Regions from separate parts of the Oryctolagus cuniculus genome. Here region 2 is linked to region 1. A link is a contact called in public Micro-C data. All regions are on one chromosome and are shown on one strand. The core of a region is the stretch at or near the end of the contact, and the rest is flanking DNA. Distances in the headings are between cores, read along the strand shown.

Region 1 (6,286 bases), core at 3,509-6,008:
CACTGGCCCCAACAAAGACTTCCTATGCTTGTGAACAGTTTCCTTAATCACCTAAATTGATCATTCTTCCATCTAAAGATTTAATAGTGAATTCCCATAGATTCGTGGGATGATATTGTTTCTTGGGAATAATTTACGTACAACCTATGGATGTTGACAAAACTGTATTTTTAGATAAAATGACTTTTATATACTTATTTTTAAGATTTATTTTATTTATTTGAAATGCAGAGTTACAGAGAGATAAAGGGAAGACAGAGAACTTCCATCTGCTGGTTTACTCGCCAGCTGGCTGCAATAGCCGGGGGTAGACTAGCTGAAGCAAGGGGCCAGGAGCTTCTTCCAGGTCGCCAATGTGGGTGCATGGACTTAGGCCATCTTCTACTGCTTTTGCTAGATGCATAAGCAGGGAGCTAGATTGGAAACAGAACAGCTGGGACACCATCCGGCCCCCATACAGGGTGCCGGCGTCACAGGTAGCAGCTTAATTAGTTATGCCACAACCAGAAAGTGAAGACTTTTTTTTTTTTTTTTTTGACAGGCAGAGTGGACAGTGAGAGAGAGAGACAGAGAGAAAGGTCTTTTTGCTGTTGGTTCATCCTCCAATGGCCGCTGTGACCAGCGCACCGCACCGATTCGAAGCCAGGAGCCAGGTGCTTCTCCTGGTCTCCCATGGGGTGCAGGGCCCAAGGACCTGGGCCATCCTCCACTGCCTTCCCTGGCCACAGCAGAGAGCTGGCCTGGAAGAGGGGCAACCGGGACAGAATCCGGCACCCTGACCGGGACTAGAACCCGGTGTGCCTGCGCCACAGGCAGAGGATTAGCCTATTGAGCCGCGGCGCCGGCCGACAAAGTGAAGACTTTTAAAGAGGATTTTAATGTCACACTGTATATATGCTCAGTACTCACATGTATACGCATGTATGCCTGTGTATAGCACCCGTGTGCATGAACAGGAACAGGAAGGATGAGAAGGGACTGGAGGATTAGAAAGCACCCACCAAGGCATTTAGGTAAGGGGCAACAAAGGGTAGTAACAGAAAGAAGTCCAAAGGCATCCAGCTGACTTCAGCCTTGGTCTCTAGAGCTCAAAGGCATTACCTGGAGGGATGTGTGGAATGCAGAACCTCAGACCCCACTTCAAAGGATTCCAAGCCCTTGAGTTGAGGCAGAGCTCCGGGATCTGCACTTTCAAAAGCTCCTTGAGTGAATCTGCATCTTCTGGCCAGCAAGTCACGCTTTGGGACATCACCCACAGGACTTGAGAGGCCAGGTGGCAGTATTGCTGTCCTGTGGAGTACGTGTGTATGTGCATCAATGGTGAGTTACAAGGCGTGAAGGCTCAGGAAAACAAGCAGTTTCCTAGGCTGTCATATAAGTTATCATAAACTGGGTGGCTTATGACAATAAAAATTTATTCTTTCCCAGTTCTGGAGGCCAGTAGTCCAAAACCAAGGTGTGGGCCGGACCATGCTCCCTCCCAGAGGCTCTGGGAAGGCTGTTTCTTGTCCCCTCCAGATTCTAGTGGCATTCCTGGCTTGTGGCTGGTCACTCCAATCTCTGCCTCCATCTTCACTGGGTGACCCTTATAAAGAAGATCCTGGTCATTAGATTTAGGGCCCATTCCCCAATAATCCAGAATGGCCTTGTCTCAAAAGTCTTAGTTTAGTTACACTTGTAATGACCCCATTTCTCCCCCCCACCCCAACAAGCTCACAATGACAGGTTACAGAGGCTAGGGGCCACCATTCAAACAACCACACAGGCCAATTCCAGGACAAGTGGCTGCCTTGGGCTACTGTCAGAGCAAGGGAAGGTAGGGATGGGAACTGGTGGAACGAGGAGTCTGTGAGTCTAGTGCTAGATGGACACGTCTTCAAAGCAAGATGAGGAGGGCTCTGCCTTAGGAACCAGCCAGAAGCTGACATTAGAGAGGAGCAGGTTGGAGCAGGGTGAGCAGCATCTGACTTTATGTCGGTATTCTGATTTTGAGACAGATTAGGTACTCCCTACTAACCAGGACACCATTGCAGTCCTAGTTTGGGACAAAACCAAGCTGCCCCAGAGGCTCTAGGAAGATTAAAGGCTAGGAGTCAGACTGGACTCCAAGGACCTGCAAAGCATGATCACACAAATAGAATAGAATCATCAATCGTTACTCTGTATTAAGCGCCTCTTGTATGCCCTTGTACTTTATCTGTTACTGTCTCTTTTCATCACAGCCTTGCAGTAAAGATGGATTCGTTTTTAACATATGAGGAAGCTGTTTAATGATTTTTTTTTTTTGACAGGCAGAGTGGACAGTGAGAGAGACAGAGAGAAGGGTCTTCCTTTGCCGTTGGTTCACCCTCCAATGGCCGCCGCGGCCGGCGCGCTGCGGCTGGCGCACCGCGCTGATCCGATGGCAGGAGCCAGGAGCCAGGTGCTTTTCCTGGTCTCCCATGGGGTGCAGGGCCCAAGCACCTGGGCCATCCTCCACTGCACTCCCTGGCCACAGCAGAGGGCTGGCCTGGAAGAGGGGCAACCGGGACAGAATCCGGCGCCCCGACCGGGACTAGAACCCGGTGTGCCTGCGCCGCTAGGCGGAGGATTAGCCTAGTGAGCCGCGGCGCCGGCCTGTTTAATGATTAAAACTATAAAGCTAGTCAGAGGCAGAACAGAATTTGAACCCAGCTCCCGCTGACTCCAAAACTCATTTTCTTTTTACTAAAACATGCTGCCTCTCCACAAATGAATAGACTACCTCTGATTTTAGCCTCTTGTTTCCAATACCTCTTCTCCCTGAACGCTCCCTCCACTTCCTGATCCTAGGGTTCAACAGACATAAACATGTCAAAACATCTGTTTCTCTATGTGAAAAAAAATATAACTTGCTAAGGCGAATGATAAATATTTCAAAGCTTTCTGAGCGAGGGTCACAGGTGTGGATCTGGGTGGTGAACGTTTGCTTTCTTGTGGCTGCATTTATCCTGCTACAATCACTTACTGGGAGCCCAAGCCCAGACTCTGTGCCCAGTCCCAGTCCCAGGCTTCTCTCATGGTTAAATGCAGGCCCATAATGACTGTGCATGTGGCACCAGCCTTCCCCCACGACCCCATGATGTAGGCTGCCAGCGCCATTCTGCAGAGGGTGATATCCAAGAAGTGACAGTGCTAGTTTCCTCCATGGTGACCCACAGTGGGAAACAACACTGACGGGACAAGATCAAAGAAGTTGCTACTACACTATCTCCGGCTCACCCAGGAATCGATGGGCTTTAAATACCACCTAATATGCCCCCCAAAGACAGTATCAGCCTATCAGCGTCAAGCAATGTTTGGGTTCTGGGCCACAGAACCTCAACAAGCTTGAATGAAAGACAAAAATATTTCTGAGACTGGTGCAAGGTTTGCTGTTTCAAAAAAGGTAACAGGTCTGAGGTATTTAAGGAATCCTGTTGGGCGTTTCGGGGGGCTCCGAGCACATGAGTTTTGGGGAAAAATTAATTTATGAAAGTCTGGTGAATGGGCTCAAGGTATTGCCATCGTCATCACCTAGCAGTGACAGGAATGTAGATAAGGACACAGACACCTTTCCCTACATTCCTGTAGGGGTCTCTTTTCTGCAAAAAAAAAAAAAAGTCTCACGGGAGCAGTTTTTAATTTTAAGGCCCGTGAAGAGCTGTACCAATCCAGAAGTCCACTTGACAACAATATGTCATAATATTTTTTGACGACAATTTCGAGTTTACTAGAAAAAAAAAAAAAAAAAAAAAAGAGTCTTCTGAAATCTTCCGGCGTCGGTCTGGGCGGCTCGGAGTTTGCTTTCCCGGGGCGAACTTGCCAAGAAACCCGGGCTGCGCGGGCCGGCGCGGGCGCAGCTCGCGAGATCACCACGTCATCCTGGAAGCGAGCGCCTTCCTGGGATTACTGCCCGCGGATTGCATAGTTCTAGGTTAGCCCTGACGAACTGCCCTGCGTGCTTCTGGGCCGCACAGTGTCGGGTGGCCTCCTGCCAGTAACTCCGCGGTACTTGATGTCCTTTGCCCAAAAGAGTGAGTTTCCACCGAAACCCACCCCGGGCCGATAATGCAGCTAGCAGGAAAGCTCTGGAGCGGGAACGAAGTAGAGCCCGCCATGGCCGTGAGCCGAACCTCCTGCCCCCACGGTCCTGTGTACCGGTCAGCCTCCGCTGTCGGGGCCGCGAGGGCTGGATCTCAGGACTCGAGAGCGCCCCGAGTTAAAGGGCTCAGCTTCCACCTGCCAGGCGCACATCTGGGGAGGATCTCCTGCATGCAGTTGCTCATCCACTGCCCTGACCAGCCAAAGAGCTGTTCCCCAAAGTGTCCCCGTGGTCACCTTGACAGTTTGCAAAAGCGAAACCTGCGCTCTCGGCTAGATTGACATCCAGCGCGCAGAGATCTGAGTGCCAGCCCCGGTCAGGGGAGCCAACCCCGCGGGCGGCCGGGGCCGGGGCGGGGCCCGAGGCAGGCGTGGTCAGCCGTGGGAGAGCAGCGAAGGTGTTGCTCCACCCTCCAAGAAAAAAAAAAAAACCTGCCCTGACCCCAACCAATCAAACAGGCCTATGCAAATAGGACCCCTGTCGCCCCGGTAACCACGATGCCCGACAGCCAATGGAAAGCAGTCGATCGCGGCCCTGCTCCGCGATTGGGACTGAAGGGAGGCGACGGAGGCCCAATGGGCTGTGGGAACGGTCCTCGGCGGGTTGAGGGGCGGGGATATGCAAATATGGTTTGAAAAGCCGGCGGGAAATCCGAGTTTCGCGGGAGGACCTTGGCGCGTAAACCGTATCCCTTCATTCATTGTCAGCAGCAGCTTCCTGGAGCCATTTTTCAGCTGCCGGCCGCAGCACCCGGGCTGCCGCCGCCGCCTCGCAATCCGTTGCATCGGCCGACCCCGACGCCTCCATCCGTCCTCGGGGTCTGATATCCGTGCGGCCGGGACCCTCCTCTCTCCAGAGCCCCGATTATTTTTGGCCCCTGGGGCCCGTGCGGTGCGGAAAAATAAAAAAGAAAAAAGAGAGAGGAGAGAGACTTGGAAACTCCGGCTGCAAATAATAAAGACATTGAAAGCAATACATTCATATAGCGTAACACTCAAAAAAGAGAGCAGGAGCGAGAGATGAGAAAGGGGATCCAGCCCGCCCTGGAGCAGTACCTGGTGACCGCCGGGGGTGGGGAGGGGGCGGCTGTCGTCGCCGCCGCCGCCGCCGCCGCCATGGACAAAAGGGCACTGCTAGCCAGCCCGGGCTTCGCCGCCGCCGCCGCCGCCCCGGGCGCGTACATCCAGATCCTCACCACGAACACTTCCACCTCCTCCTGCTCCTCCTCCCTGCAGAGCGGCGCCGTGGCCGCCGGCCCCCTCCTCCCCAGCGCCCCCGGCGCGGAGCCGACGGCCGGCAGCCTCCTCTACACCACGCCGCACGGACCCTCCAGCAGAGCCGGGCTGCTGCAGCAGGCGCCAGCGCCGGGACGCGGCGGCAGCGGCGGCGGCGGCGGCCCTCCGGTAATTGCTCCCCCCGGCCCGGCCCCGGCGGGAGGGCGCGCGCGGTGGGTCGGTGGGTGGGTGGGTGCGGGCGAGAGCGCCAGGCCGGGCCGCGTGGGCCTTCGAGGCTGCCCTTGTCCGGGGGCTCATTGTTGGGACTTGCGCGTCCCGCCTCAAGCGCCGGGGGGCCGCCTCGGTGCGACCCACGGCGAACACTCGCAAACTTTTCGCGGGCCCCCCCACCCTGCTTCCCCTGCACTTTTCCCTAACCCCCCCACCCCACGCACTCTCCCCTCCCCTCCAACTCTAAGCTTCCTCTTTCTCGGGCGTAGGAAGGGGTCACGCCCCGGATGGAGAAGGGGGTGTGGGGGAGGGAGCAGGGAACTGGGGAGCTGGGGGGGGACCCCGGGGGTGCAGACCGGGCGGCCGTGGTGGTGGGTGCTCGCGCCCCCTCGCCGGCGTGGGCGGCCGGGGGGTTCCCGCGGCGTGATCGCGCAGCGCAGGGGGGCCCGGCCGAGCTGCGCTTGACACATTTTGGGATCTGTAACTCCGGGCAACAAAGGGGCTGGGGGAAGACAGAGGGGGGTTGGGGCCCGGGGGGTGGGGCGCAAAGCCGCTGCGGGCTGGGGCGTGGGCTGCCCGGGCCAGGGGCTCGCCGGCTGGTGCACGGCCTGGGCGCATCCTGGCGGCGCCCGCGTGGCCCGAGCGCCCGGGCCTTCTTCGCCGGGCCCAGGGCCTGCCCTTGACCCGCCTCTCCCCTGGCCCCTGCCGCCTCCGCCCTGGCCCCCTCCCCGCCCCCGGC
Region 2 (5,865 bases), core at 2,566-5,065, 130 kb after region 1:
CTGCCCTGGCTTGGAACACTGTCAGTAGAGGCTTGGAAAATTGCAGAGCTTCCCAACTGACCTCCTTGGCCCATTCCTCTTCTTGGATCGCTCTGGTGGCCCTCATTTTTTCAGAGTAAAAGCCAAAGTTCCAATTGTGGCCTGCTGGACCTTGGATCTGAACTCCTCTCTTATCTGAACAATCCAATTTTCCTGCTGTTTCTCAGGCATGCAGGTTATGTTTCTCCCTTAGGACTTTACCTGCTATACCACACAACATCTGCCCCAAGCCCTGACTCTTTGTACTCTTTAACCTGCTATGGGTTTTTTTGGCCGTTAGTATCAGCTTTGAACACACTGTATAAGCTTTATATCATATTCAGTATGTTTTGTCTATCATATAAACTGCTAACATATAAACTCTTAAAAGGGTAGCAATCTTGGTCTGTATTGTTTCCTGTACAATCCTTGGTATAATGTACATATGTCATAAATATATTATCATACAACTCTGTAGCTTTGTAATTTATTTATTTAAATATTTATTTATTTATTTGAAAGTGAGAGTTACACAGAGAGAAGGAGAGGCAGAGAGAGAGGTCTTCCATCTGATGGTTCACTCCCCAATTGGCTGCAACGACCAGAGCTGTGCCGATCTGAAGCCAGCAGCTTCTTCTGGGTCTCCCACACGGGTGCAGGGCCCCAAGAACTTGGGCCATTTTCTATGGCTTTTGCAGGCCACAGCAGAGAGCTGGATCGGAAGTGGAGCAGCCAGGTCTCGAACCGGTACCCATATGGGATGGCGGCACTTCAGACCAGGGCGTTAACCCACTGCACCACAGTGCCGACCCCTGCAGCTTTGTAATTTATAGAGTCATATATTACTGAAGGACAGAGAAAACATTATGTGTCTGTTTCCCACAGATACTTACAAGCAATCAAGGAGTTAGATAGCACATGCAAATTATTATTTTTTAATCATCAAGAGAATACATAGGGGCCAGTGTTGTGGCATAGTGGGTAAAGCCACTGTCTGTGACATGGAGATCACATATGGGTACCAGACTGAGTCTCAGCTGCTTCACTTCCAATCCAGCTCTTTACTCATCACATGGGAAAGCATCGTGCTTGGGCCTCTGCCGCCACATAGGAGACCGGGAAGGTCCTGGCTCCTGGCTTCAGACCAAATGAGCACTGGCTATTGTGGCCATCTGGGGATTGAACGTGTGATGAAGGTCTCCTTGTCTCTGTTTCTGTCTCTCTACCCCCACCATAACTCTTTCAAATAAATAAAGTATATTTTTTAAGAAGAGAGAATATGTAGGGGCAGGTGTTCGGTCTAATGGTTAAGACATTGGTTAGGATACTGTGTCCCATATTGGAGTTCTTGGGTTTGATACCTGGCTCTGCTCCTGACTCTAGCTTCTTGCTAATGTGCATCCTAGGAGCCAGCAGGTCATGGCTCAAGTAATTGGGTCCCTGCCACCCACATGCGAGGACTGAATAAGCTCTTAGATCCTGGCTTCCACTCAGGCTGCTGAGGGCATTTGAGAGAACCAGTAGATGGGAACTCTCTGTCAGGAAATTTTTTTTTTAATTTTAATTTTAATTAATTAATTAATTTGTTGACAGGCAGAGTTAGAGAGAGAGACAGAAAGGTCCTCCCTTTCCGTTGGTTCACCCCCCAAATGGCCGCCACGGCTGTTGAGCTGCACCGATCCGAAGCCAGGAACCAGGTGCCTCCTCCTGGTCTCCCATGCGGGTGCAGGGCTGAAACACTTGGGCCATCCTCCACTGATTTTATTTATCTCTTTGAGAGATAGAATTACAGAGAAGGAGAGATACAGAGAAAGTTCTTTCATCTGCTGGTTCACTCCCCAAATGGCCGCAATGGCTAGAGCTATGCTGATCTGAAGCCAGGAGCCAGGAGCCAGGAGCCACGATCGTCTTCCTGGTCTCCCAAGTGAGTACAGGAACCCAAGTACTTGGGCCATATTCTGTTTTCTGGATGGGAAGAGAAGCAGCTGGGACTCGAACTAGCACCCATATGGGATGCCGTGCCTAACTCCACAGTGCCAGCCCCACCCCCACCCCCCTTTTTTTAAGAAGAGAATATGTAGCAATAAGAAATTTGGGATTTTTTTTTCATTTGGAGGGGACAGAAATCCATTTTAATTATCTTAAGAAAAAAGGGAGGACTTACTTCTTCACAAAACTGCTCAGAATAAAGCTGGCTGAAAGTAAGAGCTTCCAGTTGTGTTTAGAGCTTACTGACTACTCCATTCGTTGCTCAACTATGCTTTCCTCTGGAATCGTTCTGGTCTCAGGCAGGTTCTGCACATGGTAGCCTGGAAGGTTCAGCCCCACATTCTGGCAGCTGATGGAGAGCCCAGAATTCACGCTGGCCTTGTTTGATTTACATGCGGTGTTCCCATTGCTCTGGCCTGGGCCATGGGCCCTTGTATAGCTCCCAAACACTTGTACTGAGAGTGTAAGCATGAAAAGATAAAATTCATTATAGAATTGACTCAAACCTATTTGTGTAAATTGTTGGAATAGGAGAGCTGATGTTACAAGTATAGCACTCTGACCCCTAGTGGTTAGATTACATGGAGAAAAGTCAGTATCAGTCCAAAGACAACCAGAGGCTAATTTACAGGAGCTCTCCCTTATCTACAGGGGACACCTTTTAAGACTCCCCGCTGGATGCCTGAACCATCAATAGTATTGACCCCTATACAGTTATATACTATTTTTCTAAACATATATAATTATTATTATAGTGTTTAATTTATAAATCAGGCAAGAAACAAATGAACAATAACATAACAAAATATCATAATTATAGCAAAGGAGTCTAACAAAAGCTGTCTAAAACTTATGGATTATTTATTTTTGGAGTTTTCCATTTAATATTTTTGGATTGTGGTTGATTGTGGATAACTGAAACCTCGGAAAACAGAATTGGGATTAGGAGGGACTACTGCATTTCACTTCATGATTTTCACTCACATATGTTTACCAAGACACTATTGTATGCAAGGTTATGAGCCAGGCAGTAGGATCACAAGCAAGAAGGCAGCTCAGGGACAACACAATTTTACTGAGTTGGAGGAGGACTGCAGGAGGCCATTGGGATTCTTATGGGTATGAGTAAGCAGAGAAAAGGAGGGTATTTTAATTAGAAGAAATTGTGCTCAGAAAGGTATTTGCAAAATGTAAAGTTCTTGTCCCAAATCACTGTGAAACCCAAAGTTGGGCATAAAGTCACGATTTCTGAGTCCTGTTGGTGGCCTATTGTCTCCACATTTTTTTTTTTAAGTGGAGATGTTCTTTCTGCAAGCAGAATACCAAATACCAGTGTCTTGAGTCAAGAATAATACAGTGAAGCAATAGGTAAAACAACCAATTTAGGATCAGTATACTCCATAAACGCTGTTTTCCTCCATGCTGTCTCAGCATTCCAAAATTAAGTAAAAACAAAAATCTCAAATTACTTGCTTGATGTCGCATGATCTACGTTACATTTAATCTACTAAATGTTTTTTCCTACTAAAGAGCCACTTTCCCCAAAGGTTAAGGAAGCTACTAGGTTCTTTGGGAATCAAAACGGGATTCAAGCGCAACTTCGCCTAAGTATTTAAAACTCCCTGTTCCCTCTTTTGTAAACGCTTAGAAATAGTAATAATAAATAAACAGTGAGGTAATGTTTATGTAAAGCGATTAGCAGAGTGACTGACAATAAGAGTTACGTAAAAGTTAGTTATGAAGAGATTCTAGAATCCAAACACCTATGAATGTATTTTGTCTGGAATCCAAGAAACTTATTAATCGAATTAAACCGGAACCCGGCGCGTTCAGCAATGACGCAATTTGACCTCTCCGGGACACCGTCGCCGAGCATGCGTAAATAAACGTGGCGGGACGTGGGTGTCATGGCGCGCTCCATGTAAAGTCCGTAGTTTCTGAAGAGTGTTGATTTGCTTTCGTTTTGGGCCGGTTGTTAATTCCTGACTGCAAGGTAAGACTGCCGAGTAGATCCTAGCAGGGCGGAGTGGAGTCTGAGGCCCTTTAATGGCGAACCTTTATTTCTGTATTTTCAGTCTTGGGCGATTTGCTTATTTGTTCCGCAGTTAGAAGGGAACTCGCCAGCTGGGATGGGGGAATGGGAGGCAGATTGCGCTGCCGGCAGTGAGGAAGAGGTCTTTGACCTCAGATGTTAGGAGATCTCTTCTTAGTGGTTAGATTTAACTTCATTGTTCTCCCACTTTCTACGCTAGTGAACCTGTGGGAAGTGGCAAGGGCTTCAATCATCCAACTTTCACAGAGATATCTTATGAAGAATTTAAACCGAAGTTGGCCAGAGGAGCAGCTGTTCTGCTCTTTCACTTTTTGTTCTCCTGTACTTAGGGAATCTTGCGGATTCTCGGGGTAACACGTGTCTTTGGGTGGACGGTGATCCGGGTGCCTGTCCCGGTGCCTGTTACTGTTTTGTAGGAGCTGCTTACACGCATTGCGCTGACGTGTTGTAGTGTGGGGTGGCACCTATTCCTAGGGTCAGAGGCTGGATCACCGGCTTGGCAGATCGCGGCACACCTGTCTGTTAGCAGTAAGCAGCAGTGGTGTGGAACTTCGTTAACCCTACCCTATAAAGCTGTCTGGTGAAGTCTGATTCCTTTTAGGTAGTTTTAAGTCCTTACACTGGTTTTGTAAGCTTGCTGGGTGCTTGTTTTTTGTAATCAGTTTTTATTTTCCAGACTCATCTTTCAAGAGGACGTGAGACTAATTGCTAATAATCAAGGTAGATTTTAAACCTTTTGAGTGGCATATTACAAATTAGAATGTGAAGAAAGATAGCTTAATTTCTTGGCAAATTTACCACTATCATTTCATGGAAACATGATTTTCATACCACTAAATCCAAGACATATTTTCTTTTCTTTTTTTATAAAGATTTATTTATTTATTTGAAAGAGTTACACAGTGAAAGGAGAGGCTGAGAGAGGTCTTTCATCCGCTGGTTCACTCCCCAGTTGGCTACAACAGCTGGAGCTGTGCTGATCCGAAGCCAGGAGCTTCCCCCGGGTCTCCCACGTGGGTGCAGGGGCCCAAGGATTTGGGCCTTCTTCTGCTTTCCCAGGCCATAGCAGAGCTAGATGGGAAATGGAGCAGGTGGGACTCAAATTGGCGCACATATGGGATGCCGACATTGTAGGCGGCGGCTTTACTCGCTATGCCAACAATGCTGCCCCTTACATATTTTCATTTATATTGCTTAACCTTTCATTTTCATTTAGCAGCACTGATTGTGTCTGCTTTCTGAATATGCACCCCCCACCTTTTTTGGGGGGACTTCTGTGACCCCGATTTTCTCTGCTGGCTGCTTCTTAGTTTCCATTATAGGTGGTTCTCCTGGGCAGTTAAATTTGGAGTTCTTTATGCCTTATTTTGTATTTTGTCTTCTAACTGGTCTCATTCTCCCTGGGTAATGGTGATGTAAACCACATGCTATTAATTTTTTTAAAGATAATTATTTTATTTGAGAGGTAGAGTTATAGACAGTGAGCAGGACAGAGAGGTCTTCCATCGGCTGGTTCACTCCCCAGATGGCCGCAATGGCAGGAGCTGTGCTGATCCGAAGCCAGGAGCCAGGAGCTTCTTCTGGGTCTCCCATGTGGGTGCAGGGGCCCAAGGACTTGGGCCATCTTCTACTGCTTTCCCAGGCCATAGCAGAGAGCTGGATTGGAAGTGGAACACTTAGGACTAGAACTGGTGCCTATATGGGATGCCAGTGCCGCAGGCAGAGGAATAACTGGCCCCAACCACATGCTATTAATAATGTCATTATCTTTCTTGTTATACCATTCACATGGATGTGAAGTAATA

The links. A called contact is a pair of places that touch in the nucleus more often than the background predicts.
Region 2: a Micro-C map of ear pinna shows a contact between it and region 1, with 9 times the contacts expected there. The contact joins the promoter of CDKAL1 here to the promoter of E2F3 in region 1. A contact is called at or near these places in 4 of 6 Hi-C or Micro-C datasets (ear pinna, psoas muscle, skin fibroblasts and 1 more).

Annotation. Positions count from the first base shown.
Region 1 is chr5:147,716,234-147,722,519 of mOryCun1.1, forward strand. It overlaps E2F3 (E2F transcription factor 3), which reads left to right and starts at 4,759. Exons shown (of 7, transcript XM_051854994.2): 1 at 4,759-5,505. The coding sequence starts at 5,122.
Region 2 is chr5:147,850,501-147,856,365 of mOryCun1.1, forward strand. It overlaps CDKAL1 (CDK5 regulatory subunit associated protein 1 like 1), which reads left to right and starts at 3,816. Exons shown (of 16, transcript XM_008262511.4): 1 at 3,816-4,000; 2 at 4,737-4,780.